2 separate regions of the Oryzias latipes genome follow, and region 2 is linked to region 1. A link is a contact called in public Hi-C data. All regions are on one chromosome and are shown on one strand. The core of a region is the stretch at or near the end of the contact, and the rest is flanking DNA. Distances in the headings are between cores, read along the strand shown. Region 1 overlaps bcas3 (breast carcinoma-amplified sequence 3). Region 2 overlaps bcas3 (breast carcinoma-amplified sequence 3).

The links. A called contact is a pair of places that touch in the nucleus more often than the background predicts.
Region 2: a contact with region 1 is called in a Hi-C map of embryo, with 1.9 times the contacts expected there. The contact joins two enhancer-like sites. A contact is called at or near these places in 3 of 5 Hi-C or Micro-C datasets (all in embryo).

What each region holds. Positions count from the first base shown.
Region 1 is chr13:29,650,804-29,657,308 of ASM223467v1, reverse strand. It overlaps bcas3 (breast carcinoma-amplified sequence 3), which reads right to left. Exons shown (of 25, transcript XM_023961828.1): 16 at 1,021-1,171. Among protein-coding and RNA genes, the nearest start is that of LOC110016264, 76 kb to the left of the region's middle. Within about 2 kb of position 4,273, at least 3 of the 8 cell types and tissues checked have an H3K27ac peak or open chromatin away from gene starts, as enhancers often do. A contact at or near this core is called in embryo, where this site is marked.
Region 2 is chr13:29,799,278-29,805,942 of ASM223467v1, reverse strand. All of the region lies in intron 23 of bcas3 (breast carcinoma-amplified sequence 3), which reads right to left. Among protein-coding and RNA genes, the nearest start is that of LOC110016264, 73 kb to the right of the region's middle. Within about 2 kb of position 4,537, at least 4 of the 8 cell types and tissues checked have an H3K27ac peak or open chromatin away from gene starts, as enhancers often do. A contact at or near this core is called in embryo, where this site is marked.

The sequences.
Region 1 (6,505 bases), core at 3,024-5,523:
GCATCCAAATTCTTCATATGTTGACTGCAGGATCAGGACTCTGTTTTTTAATCCCCAAAGCTCCACTTATCAAATATCACAGGGGTGGGGGCATCCATTGCCGTCTGTTTGAATCATTAGCACATTTCCTATTCAAACAGGGCATGAAAATGACATTTAAATGAAAATATTAAAATCGGCCTATACTTGCAGAGCCACCTGTAGCGTATGTAAATGCACTTAGCAAAAGCCTGTAGTTGCTGATGCTCCTAAAACTACAAAATTACAATGTTTGGCAAAGATCCAGAGACAAGGAGAAGGGGAAAATACTTTTTTCTACTTTTCACAACTAAACCACATTTTGTTTTAAAATCTGGCAATTTGAATTTATTTAAACAACTGTACGGTTTTTCTTTTTTTTCAAAATTTGAAGATATATACTAAAAACGAACATCAAAAATAAGTCAACAGCGCATTGAATGAGTCTGCATGTGTGCTGTGCTTCATTACCCTATGCAAAGAAAAGTCTGAGCATCAGCAGGATGTGCAGAAGAAAATGTTTTGGCCTGCTAAGCCCTCCTGATGGCAACATAGTCTGCTGGTAAAAGTACCGGTGAGTCGATATCCAAGGAGGGAAATGTAAAAGCTCAGCATGAGAATGCAACAGTTTCTCCACCATGCTCTGACTGTCAAGTGTTCTTGGATACAAAACACAGTATGTAGAACGAGCAGGAGGAAAGAAAACTCAGTTGTAGCTTAAATACCATTGTATACATAGCCATGGTACAAATGGATAGCAGGTATGACATATTTATGATTTTATTTTAATTCATTTAACATGTTTTTGTATTTTTAATTTTGAATATAAATAAGATAATGTGTTTTTTTTCTCCATTTCATTTTGTTAGTTTACAATATGGCTTACAAACAGCATCTAAAAAGAACATGTAGTTTTTAGCAAAAGTCAGGTTTAAAAAAGTGTATTCAAAAGCAAATGAAATTCTTCATAAGCACTGCTGTGTGTTTTAGCCTGTGACCTACCCGGTGCGTTTGGTGATGGTGCCGAGGGTCATGGGCTGTTTGATCTGAGCCAGCGGCAGCACCACCGTGAGGCTGGGCAGCTGGCTGAGCCGAGGGTTCCCCATGTTGTTGTTGGTGAAGTTGTTGTAGGAATCCTGGTTACTCAGTTTAGCTGTGAAGACATGACAGACTAGTCAGTTCCAGAGCTGTCTGACTCAACATGTCAGTTGAAGACTTTTCCAAGTTGTGTTTAAAAGCCTCTATCATCCTTTTCTTAAGCCTCTGAGACTGGTATATGATCATATATTACCTTTAGCACACCAAAAGATGATTTTTTTTAAAATGAAATATTACTTATTTTTACAGCTCATTTTACTACCCAGAAGTAAGGCGACTTGATCTCTGAGGCTCCGCCTTTCGCTCCTTGTGGGTGCCGCCCATTTCATGATGTCAACCTAGTCAGCCTGGGCAGTATGTCTGCGTTTCACCCACAAAAGCAAACACCCTCCAAACCTTTGCAAAGATGGATGTGAATATTGTGTATATAAAATGAAAGCGTTGAGCAAATGAGTGCTAGCTCCACAGAGAAAGTGGTTGTGTGTGTGTTAGCCCAGAGCCAGTGCTGGCAGAGTAGACTCTTCCTGGAAGGGGCTGTTCCTATCTTTGTGATGTCATAATGTGAGAACCTGCTCGTTTTCTTGGATTGGGAGGTGCAGGTTTTTCAAAAGAAAACTCTGAGATGCTTGAATAAAGTGAAATACCGCTTTGGTTGTTTATAGTGAGGAATCAACATTATAAAACACTTCAAAGCTCAAAAAGTTTATTTTGCATGACATACAGTAGCCCCTTTACCACTACATTAAACATGACTCAGTGATAGTGACAGCTTTAATTCACAGTCATTGTTTAATGTTCTGTTACTATTGAGCTCAGTCATCTTTGAAGATGCTAATTTGCAAATATGCTCTAGATAAATCTATTGCTACTTTCTGCACAGCAGAACGGCTTCATTAAAATGCGGCACCTTTGTTTCTCTTATGAAACTATTTTCAATTTTTCTGTTAAGTTTTATTTTCCTGGAAAAGAAACACCACCCTTTCTCACTTTTTGCTGCCTCACTCATGCATCGCCCAAGCTTTCCCCAGGAATGATTGGAAGTAACCAGCTCAAGATGCTACATGACAAAGACTCTGTTTTTGCTGCCTGGCAGTCTGTTAATCAAGAGCAATCAAATGGCCCTGCACTCTGCTACAACACACATACGGCCAAACACATAAACGCACCACAAAGACAGATGATCCAGAGAAACCTATCTCAGGCCGCATACACCATAAAGCTCCAGTCAAACATAATCAGGCCATCTCAAAGGGCTCCTTAAAAGCCTAATGATCTTAACCAGCTAAATCAGTGAGAGGGAGGCCACTGGTTCACTTACTGTCTAACTTCCTGTTTTACAGCGATCATGCAACTAGCCTCCATTTTGCAGAGAACACCACAGTTTACACACATCATGCAGACCCAATCCCTGACAGGATAAGCAGGGCACAAAACTGTTCTCACTAAGATTGACTGACTTTGTTTTTAGCAAATATATTCATAAGGCACTTTAAAGTGGGTATTAGTTCTGATTGGCCTTAAATCAAATTAACTACAAACAAGTAGAATCTCTGATTGAAGGGGGGAAAAAAATAACTACGAATTTTGGGCATAATTTTAGATTTTTTTTCTCAAATAAGCTCTGAACTGGTTCTTAATTAAGGATGGACTGATGTAGTTTTTGTTTTGGCCAATACCTTTAACCGATATTTCCCCTGTAGCTGTGGACGATGGCCGATATTTAAGCATCTACTGTAACACAGAGTTTAGATTTCCTTTTCTTTTCTTTATGAGAAATACACAACTTTTCTTTTACCTTGACCTTTTTAACATACAGCAAAGGATCTCATTGAAACAAGGATCACTTTCAAACATTCATATAAATACATCTGAACACATTCAAACCATTTATTGACTATCGGACATAACTGTAAACCATAAACTCCCCATTGCCAGGGATCTATTAGGAACAACATTAATAACATTTACATTAAAACAGTCAATTACCGACTATGACTGTGAACATAAGCTTCCCAATCTGCAAGTATACATTTAAAAAATAAAGTGTTTCTGAAAACATTCAGAAAAATATCGGCAGATTTTTGAAAATATCGGACCAATACCGTAATACTTAAATTATGCAAATACCAGCCGATACCAATACTGGCACCGTTATAACCCCCGTACCCATTCTGAATCTTTTCAACATGAAAATTTCTCATCCATAAAGTGCAAAATTTCAACTCTCCATTTCTTAAATTGTGTTTTCCGGGTTCATAGACTTTCAAAGAGCTGCAGCTAATCTTCATGCTTTGTGAAGATCCTCTAAGGTTTGCTTTGGACAATGCTCGTTTTTTTCAGTCCAATCTTTGCATCAGTCAACCTTCAGAGAGGGTTTCAGGCTGGATCAGTGGTGAGCTTCTTTTATAATTTAGGTGCATATTCTTTTATAATTTTAGTGTGTTGTCTTTCATGGTTAAAAAAAAATAAGTCAGTGGCTAAACAAGCAAAGAAATAAAAAAAATCCCAGGCAGGTGATCAGCAAAAGAATGTGAACATTCACAGGCTTGACACATGGAATGCTATGTGTCCCAAATTATTTGCAAAAATCTCAACATTGTGAAATGAACTTTATGAGATAGTAACATCTTAAATTCATGTATTTCAGTATGTATCGTTTAGATTGTATCAACATTATCTTTCTAAAACCTCACGCTGACTACATTTTCAGTCAGAGAACATGAAGAAGTTGTTAACTACAATTTTAGTAACAATAATTTACGTGGTTTGCGTGTTTATTTGCTTTTTACCTTTAATAAAAGGTACAATATAATAAAGATTATAGGTGAAAAATGACACGGTTTCAATAAGTTATAGGCAATAAAACAAAACAAACAAATCTGTTTTCAATAATGCAGCAATTGCTACAACAAAAGAAGTGTATCCTGCTGGCAGCTCAAGGAAAATTCCAAGTTTAAGGGCTTTGAAAAAATGAAGCGCAAACCTTTGGGTGCACTACAATACACACTGAATGTTTTCCTTGTTCTGTTTGTTGCCTTAATAGATGAGTGACAGCCACGTAACATAAAGGAATGAAAAGGAGGGAGGGGGTCCACAGAGACAAAGAAAACAAGGCACACATCAAAGGTTACAATAAATGTGGAACAGCAGAGTGCCTTGTCATTATTGGGAAGGGGCGATCAAGAGGAGTTTGAATGTGAGCGGAGAGGGACTGCTGAGTGTTTTGGTGCAGCCTTTTAGATCATTAACGTGTAGCTCTGAGTTTCATTAGTCCTGCCAAAGCCCTGCTTTGTGGCCTTCCTCTGGCCTGTCTCTTAGACTTCTGTTGGCCAACAATGCTGCATGACTTTCATAGAGGGGAGAGGAGACCATTACCCCCAAGCTGGCCTTCATTCCAACTCTACTACTCTCTCAGACCAACCGCCAGAGGCCTGGACCGAGGCAGCTCCTGAAAGCCCTTCACATTGCTAAAGTGCTACACCCCCAGAGCCAGGGAAGCCACCTTTTGTGTTGTGGGGACGGCAGCAGATGAGGAAAAAAAATAATCTGTGCAGGAAGCAGCCTGAAAGGCCAGAATGGTCCTTGAGTCAAAAGACGAGAGGGGGTGAGGGTGGGGGTGTCAATGAATTTAGCATCCACTTCCAAACTGGACCTTTCACTTTTGGTCCGCTGCTTCATTTGTGTTCAACCCCCACTCCTCAAAAGAAGCCTTCCCTCTAAACCCAGGCACTACAGGGTTGCAGAACAGGTGTGGCCAGGCTGAGAGTGAGGGGCGCTGATCAGTATTGGCCAAAGCGCCACAACGTGCTGCCACTCGAGGCTAGGGGTCACAACCTTCCAGACAGTGAAGACAGGCTGTTCGGGACGTGTTGAAGACTGGGGATGATATGTGAAGACAGCCCGAATGGTAGAAAGGCTAACAGAAAGACGTGTGTGAGGATGTGGGTTTGGGGTGGTGGGCTGGACACGATCAGCAAAAGAGAAGATTAGCACTCCTGAGGTGCAAATATGTGACTCACACTAGGATTTTCCTCTAACCGTCCAGGAATGAGACTACAAACCAAAAGTCGATACATTAAAACGTACTAAAATGTGTTAAAACGTTGTATAAGTTATGAAACAAACGTTCAGGTGCCATGATTCAACTTCAAGACAATGCCACTAAGCTGAATCACAACTATCATTGATAACATCATGAAAAACAGAATATTTCATGGTTATAGTTCCACGTGAAAATTCCAATCTATGATATATGCTTAATGCACTGCAAGAAATGGATACTTAAAATGAAAATATGTATTTTAAAAGATTTAATAAACAACTGAAGAGTGGTAAATAACTTCAAAACCACTGACATTGCAGGTTTAGAAAATAAAACTTTATTAGTACATTACCTTTGAAAAAACACTGTACTGTTGAAAGGAACAGGCTTTTGTAATAAAGCTTTGAATTCAGTTCACATTTAAACTATTCTAAAACATTCCACGTCTAACTTAACACTGGTCGACTGGTCGTGTTTGGTCTTGCAAAGAGGCAAACGTAAACCCCAGAGAGGTACATCCAATAAAAAGTTAGCTGAAGAAGAGAAACGCCTGCTTGTAATGTATGTCTGTGATGATTACTTTAGATATTAATAGCAGTGAATGAGTGGACAGGATGTCTGCTCTGCCACTGTCCAAATACTTTTGACAATGCAATCGTGTGAAACTGCATGTCTTTGCAGCTATTTTCATAGACAGGGTGCTGGAGTAAACCTATGCAAACAACTGATTAAGGGTGTGTCACCCATGGCAAACAGTAGGAGGGAAAATCAGGTCTGTGAATGGCTCCCAGAGACCTAATGAAACACAATCAAAAATGATGAGCTTTTTTTACTTCAGTTTATGAACAAATCAACATGTCCAGTCTATTAAAGACAAAGATATTAAGGGCCTGATAAAGAACTGAAAGATGTTTGAATAGTACACAGCTGTCACTGTTAGTTTTACCAGCTCGGTCGTTCACATACTGGTTCTAAATGCTGAACACATTTCTTAAGCCAATGAGCTGTTTTCTTCAAACGCAGGCAATGGGGTCATTTTACAAGTGTGTCTACCTGATAAATGTGATATTAACTGCCATCTTTCCTAAGAAAAACATCTGTCAGAGAGGAGGGCAAAGTAAGGCTGACTAATGCCGCCTCAAAGACAAAGACAAAGAGAGACATGGCCAAGAACAGACAGACAGCTTTAGACAGAGCCATGATTTGATTAATGGCTGTCGTATGATGTTCCCAAGCACTGATACATGACTTCTCCATGGAAAGAAGACCCATCAATGCAAATTTAGCTCTCGCAAGCGTCCAGAGTGAAACTTTGACCCAGCCCAGAAGTCACACCAACACCTGACC
Region 2 (6,665 bases), core at 3,288-5,787, 150 kb before region 1:
ACACTCTAAAGAGTAAAACACTGGTTTAAAACTGGGAAGGGACATGAAAACGCAGACATGCACTCATGCATGCTCACGGAGGCAGACATATCCTTTCATGTTGATCTTGTTTCAAGGACGGTGGCTAGAGCGGACGGTTCAGAGTGCCAAACGAATTGTCAGTTGTAAAACTGCCTCCCTTAAAGCCACTTCCCTCCGTGAAGACAGTCGCCCCTGAGCATGTGCACGCACAAACACACACTTGAAGCTGTGGTCAGCTGAGCAGATCTTAAGTGAGGTCAGAAGCAGTTTGGAAACACGCACACAGCCCGGCTCAGAGACTTTACGAGACTTCTCTAGTTTGCCTGACCACAAGCACACACTTTGGCATACGTGGACATTTACAGCTCAAGAAATCTTGCACAAAGCTAATATAGAGGATATGGTTTTTCTGAAGAGGGGAAAGGGTGTGTAGTCAGCGTTTGGTCCAAGCAATTATCGGAGTGTCCAAACCTCTTTCCTGCAGCCACAGTGGAGCCAGACAGAGATCACACACACTCAAACAGACACCAGCGCAGCTCTCGACTCCAACACAGGGATTTGCCCAGGATAAATCCACTTCTATTCACCATGTAGGGTTTTACAAGGTTAGGTCTGAAAGCTCTGAGCCACTACCAACTACAAGTGTACTACCGGCTGCCCCTTGGCCTCCAGTATGAAAGAGCTAGTGCTTAATTCAGGCCTGCTGAATGGCTTTCTGCGCCCGGAGCCCCGAAAACCTCTCCAATAAGATGAGCAGACAAGACAATGGCGAGGAGCTAATCTTGTCTTTATGCAGCCTTTGTCTGTGAGTGGAGACACTTGTAGAGGCGGTGTTCAGGTAAGACAGCGTGTCAAAGGTTAAGCTAGGAGATCTAGACGTGCACACACAAGTTAATTAAAGTTTGTCTAAGGGGGTGAGAGCGTCTGTGGACGAGGCTGCTGGAGTCTGAGGCCTGGCCTGAGAAAGGAATGCTGTTCACTTCAAAGTTGGCCAACAACTGTTTTAAAAAAAAAGGGAAAGTGGAACAGAAGTCTGAACACTCACTAACACATGTCTTCCTTATAGGTGGTGCACCGTAAACACGTGTAGGAGCTTTAACAGCCACTTAGCTAGGCAGGAAGATCAAACTGGCAGCCACAGCCTTTATTCAAGGAGATCTGATCAACTATGCAAAGAAGGATCATTTGTAAGTATGGAAATATGTAAATATAAATATGTATAAGGAGAGTGAAACTGTTGACACTCATACTGAATGAAGAGGATATAAAGGTGAACCACTGGTACATTCTTTCATTTTGGGAGTAGGATGTTCCCTTGTTTGTCGCGTGGGTTAAGTTCTAAAAATAACTTGCGATTGGTAAAATCCCCAAAGTAGGATCATTAGGATGCTTTGAGGCTAAACAAGTCCTCATTACACACTTTCTACACTTTTCTCAGACAGACATGAGAACATTTTCACATTTTCTCTCTTGTCTGAACTCCCAAAGTTTAAACCTGCAAAAAAAAATAAGTCCGGGATTATGGAACGAAAAACAGAATTCTGATCTCAAAGATGTGTTGGGGAGGAGAGCAGCACATGTCTGTACAGGAGACACGGCAAAGAGGAGATTGATTGACAAGATCTCCAATCAATCAGGATCCACAAAAGTGCGCTGTTTGAAAAAGAAAAAAAAAAAGCATGGAAAATTGTTCTGAAAATGATCAACAAAACGGCGAGACCATGAAAGGTGAACTCCGACCTGGCAAGGAGACACTGTAGTAAAAAATAAAGCAGAGGGACTGACCTGTAGCTATAAAAAGATGTCAAAATTGTATGATAATTAAAAAAAAAAACATTTCTGGTTTGTGCTGAAACTATGGCTTTAAAAACAGCTGTTTGTTCCACTTTTAAAAGACAAAAAGAGGTTATGAATAAAATGAATGTGAGTTTACAAAACAACAATGTACATGGTTAAGCTGAATAAAGGCAGAACCGATTCACATGATCAGTAAGAATATCTGAAAAAAGATATACTTCATCTGCCTTTGCAGAAAGTTTTTACAGCAATTTATGAAGCAATGCATTGACACCACATAAGACAACCCACTTAAAAGGCCTCCAGCTTTAATAGTCTAATCTATGTAAACTATGTCCATGATCCTTACAGTGCTGCTCTCACATGTTTTACTCATTTGACTGTGGAACACATCTTTTCAAAACCTTCAGAGATTCATTCTTGTATTCAAATGTTTTTCTCATTTTCACGTTAGGTGACATATTTCTTTATCTCTAAAAAACTTGTATCTGATCACTAACATGAAATGATTTGAGATTTCAAGAAAACTAGGCTGGTAGAAAATCAAGTTGAACTAAAGAATGAGCGAAGAAACAGACAGCAGACGTGTAGAGGAGGAAGAGGATAACCTCTGGAGGGATATAAAAGAGAGTAGTCTGGAGAAAGAGATGAAGAGGAAGGAAGGAGGATAAGGAGGAGCGAAGATGAGCAGACAGTGTCCTTTATGTATTGGCCGAGTGTCTCCCAGGGCTTTTGTAATGCTTTATACAGACCTACTTTCCAAGGTCGCTGCACGGCTGCCTTCCCCAGCTGTTTTCATATTTAGTTTAGCCTCCTTCTTTATTTCTATCTGTGATTGTAGCACAGGTTATTACCCAGTGACAGATTATCAACAGAAAGGTTTACGTAAAAGACTAAATTAATGAGACACGGTTGAGATTTTAATCCCTGTTATGCTATGCTGTGCTGCACGCATACAACAAGACAACTTTGAGTTACACATTTGAAACCAAACAGCATGTTTGGTTGTCAGTGGGTGTCTGGCAGATACTAGAGCTCTCCAATGTGCAATTAAACCAAGAACATATCTCTTTGCTCTCAGCAAAGCTTAGTATTGCAGTGATTCATTTTAGCATATGACAGAATCTGAAGAATTTGGTCTGAGAGATTTTAGGTTCCAGCACAATTAGCTGCTCTGAGCCTAAAACAAGACAATGACAAGTATAATCAGGAAGACTCACTTGACAAAGTGAAACTCATCATCATTAATCATCTAATCAACAGAAGTGCTTTTTTATACAAAAGTAAATCCAACCTTAACTTGAGCTATCTGTCTGAAAACTATGTTCGTCTAACCAAAGGTACAGTATATGCAAGCACAGAGTAAATAAATCAATGCACAACTTCATTACGTCTGACAAAAGGCTCCAAAACACATTCTACATTAAATGGCAATTTAAATTTAGAAAATATTTAATGACAAAATTAGAACAGCCATAAACTTCTTTGTTTTTTACTGTTTCCCTCAAAATCTGAAACATTTAAGGCACTAAGTCAATCAGTGTTTAAAAATACATGTCAGAGAGCCATTTAGACATACCTGGTTTGCCAACAAAGACGATAACAATGATTGACACACAGGACATCAGTGAGTAACATTTGGCAGCTATACCATCATTTGGGTGAATCCTCATTTCTGATTGGGTGGGGATTAAAAAGTAAGAAGTTACGGTCACATAGCCCAAATGTGCTATATCACTGCGCTGGCCTAAACGTCAGTTGGTATTTCATTTATTAACATCTTTTAAACAAATAATAAATAAACCTACCACAGTTTATCACAACAGCAAGACAGAAAAGATGAGTGATTTTATAGTTTCCTTTACCTGTTGATCATTTTAAAGATTGCTATGCAGCAGAACAAACGAGAAAAAAGAATCTGGAAAAGGAAGAGATGAGACACGAGGAGGAATTGAACTATTTAGGATTTATGTTTTTTAAAAACAAACTTTTGCTTCATCATCAGGAAAAAAACAAGCAGTAAGAGGAGAACTTTCTCTGAACTGATGCTTCATGTGACCTATAATGAAGATCAGCATGCATCTATCTTTCTATCCATCCATCCATCCATCTATCTAAAACACACCTTTCCTTTGCCACTATAGTGAAGGTCGGTGCGGGCTCTGTAGCTGTTACCATGACGTGTCGCACGATGTATCAAATAGTCTGCTTTTTGTGAAAAGTGATTTAAACCTTAAAAAATAATAAGATTTAAGTACTAAAAATTGATTGAATACCCAATTCTTTTGTAATTGACCATAGTATAAGCAGGACAATGGTCTTCAAAGCGTCCATTTACAGAAATGAACAGACTTCACGTTGGACGGTTCAGGCTTCCAAGGCACTCTTTGTTGGACATTAAGCCTTTACATGTAAAACAGATTGGAGGAGGTTACATTTAACTTAATCTAAAATGATAGCTCACAATTGCTTAAAAAAGTTATAGGAAAAGTCATTTACACTTAAAAGGACATTACAGGTACAACTCAGTGACAAAACTATCTTCTTGCAGGTTTAGTCTGGAGCCCAAGGGAGGCGAGTCCCTATAGATTTCTGTTCTCTGTCAAAATGTCACGTACATATGGCAGGAATATCACAGGAACGACCCCACTATGACCCCTTCTACCATCTGCTTTAACTGGGCTACACCAGTCCCTTTAGCTTGCCTGCCTACACGGTTCCTGACCCATTCCACATGCCAAAAACAAGACAGATGCCCCTGAAACCCCAACTGAAGACCCAATCCGCCCTGAGCTCTCAACAGCCCTTCATTGCCTCTTGTAGTCATCCAGACCTGACACCCAGGATCTCCTCTATCTTCTTCTTTTTCCACTGTTTCTACAGTGCAGCTTCACTCCGTCTGTGAGGAGACTTATGCTGTGTGATGATAGAGGACCCCAGTGTACTGCGTGCAGAGCTTACAGCCTGTGAACAAGTTAGCATGTTTGTGTTTGGTTAGCGTATCCAGAGGATCATAATCTTCAACTGCCTTTATTTGAGCACGGGGCATTTATTCAAAACGGAGCAGAAATAGCTCAGAACACATGCAAACCAAAACTCCTGCATACTTGCATTCGCAGTCACAGACGCAGGCACACAAACACACACACACAAACAGGAGGCCGCGGTCCATCCTCTGACCGGTCGGTGACCTGACAGCCCAGCAGCTGCTAGCTGTTTGATGTTTCACTCTGAAGATCATATTTCATTTCCAGGCTCTTCAGCCAATAAGAGAAACACAGACTCACAGAGGGAGGCTCTTCTTCATCGGCTCAGCTTTTGGCACCATAGCGCCACCGACCAGACAAGTACTGTGAAAACCTTTAAAGGATCAGCTATAGTAGCATCTGTGTAAAATGAATTCCCAAAAACCTTCTTCTGCAGTGAATCTGAAGACCCAGGCTAACACAGAGTCATGTTTGTGAAATTCAGACGCACTTCACAGAGTAAAAGGCAAAATCATAAAGTCAAACAAGACACACACACACACACTAATAAAATCACCAAAAAATTGCACAACAGAGAGTGCAGTAAGTGTCCTTTCCTGTGTGTGTGTGTGTGTGTGTGTGTGTGTGTTTGTGCTGCAGATGGACACAGGCTAGACATTAAAGTCCTTGGCTGACATGAAGTCATCACATGGCAGCAGTGTCTAACGCTCCCCACAGAGACGTGTGCACACAAGCAGAATCTCCTCACACATACTAATACATAACTAAATGACGAGCTTTGATTAATTATTTAATAAGAAATTTTGTATAGTTCTGTTAGAAAAAGTAAAGCATTGGTTTTCACATTGATGCCTCTTGTACGTTGTCTTTTTTTTTCTAGGAGATGCCAGGGTTAATCCCAATGAAGAAGAAATTGCTGACTAACTATAAGCCAGAAATTGCCAGTGGTGTATGCATTTTTGGATTTTATGGACTCAACACTGAGTTCAGTACCAGCAGGTCCTACGTTTGAGCCCAGGTATGGTTATAGTCTAGCTGCATTAGCAAGAGCAGACCAAGTAAATTACAAGAGAATTGCTTTACTGTGGCGACCCTCTATGAGGGATTTATTCAAAGGAAACATCACAGGAGTTTATTCTAAATCTAAACCATGGTAGGTGAAATCTGTGAATTAGTCATCTTAATTTTTTCTAGATGTTTTAAGGTTGTAAACCCTCCTCCCTTCACACTTTACACACCTTTTTAGACAAATTTTAATATTTTTTTACACTTTTGTCTCTTGTTTAAACTCTCAAAGTTCAAACCATCATAGAAAAATTAGGTCCAGTATTGTAGAACGAAACCACAGATATGCCTGGAACTGAAGATTTGTGTAAATAAGGCAAGCTGAACTTTTATTGTGCAGGACACACAGCATGGTGGAGATAGATGGAAAGGGTTTATAGCCAATCAGGACGCAGAACACAACCTGTAAGACCGCAAAAGACATTGTAGCGAGAGACCACTGTACAGTTCTTGGCCCTAACGGTCTTCAGGTATTCTTTTCTTAACCCTTGTGCTATCTTAGATGACCCCCCCCTTACAGTGACGTGTTCTCCCTACCATGACAAAGGTGGATAAAGGTGGAAAGATTTCATGGAATCCATGGACACCAGTGAAGATCACAAATCAGTGAAGAAAAAAGGTTCAGAGCACTGTCTAGTGGGTCTAGATGACCCAACTCCCAATGTTAAAGTGCCCAGGATAGCACAAGGGTTACAGTTGTAAAAATGATGCTAATAGTTAGGCAAGTTGGAACAAAATTTCACAAGCTGCATTGAAAACCATATGACAAAAGAAAAGCCATGTTTTGCCTGATTG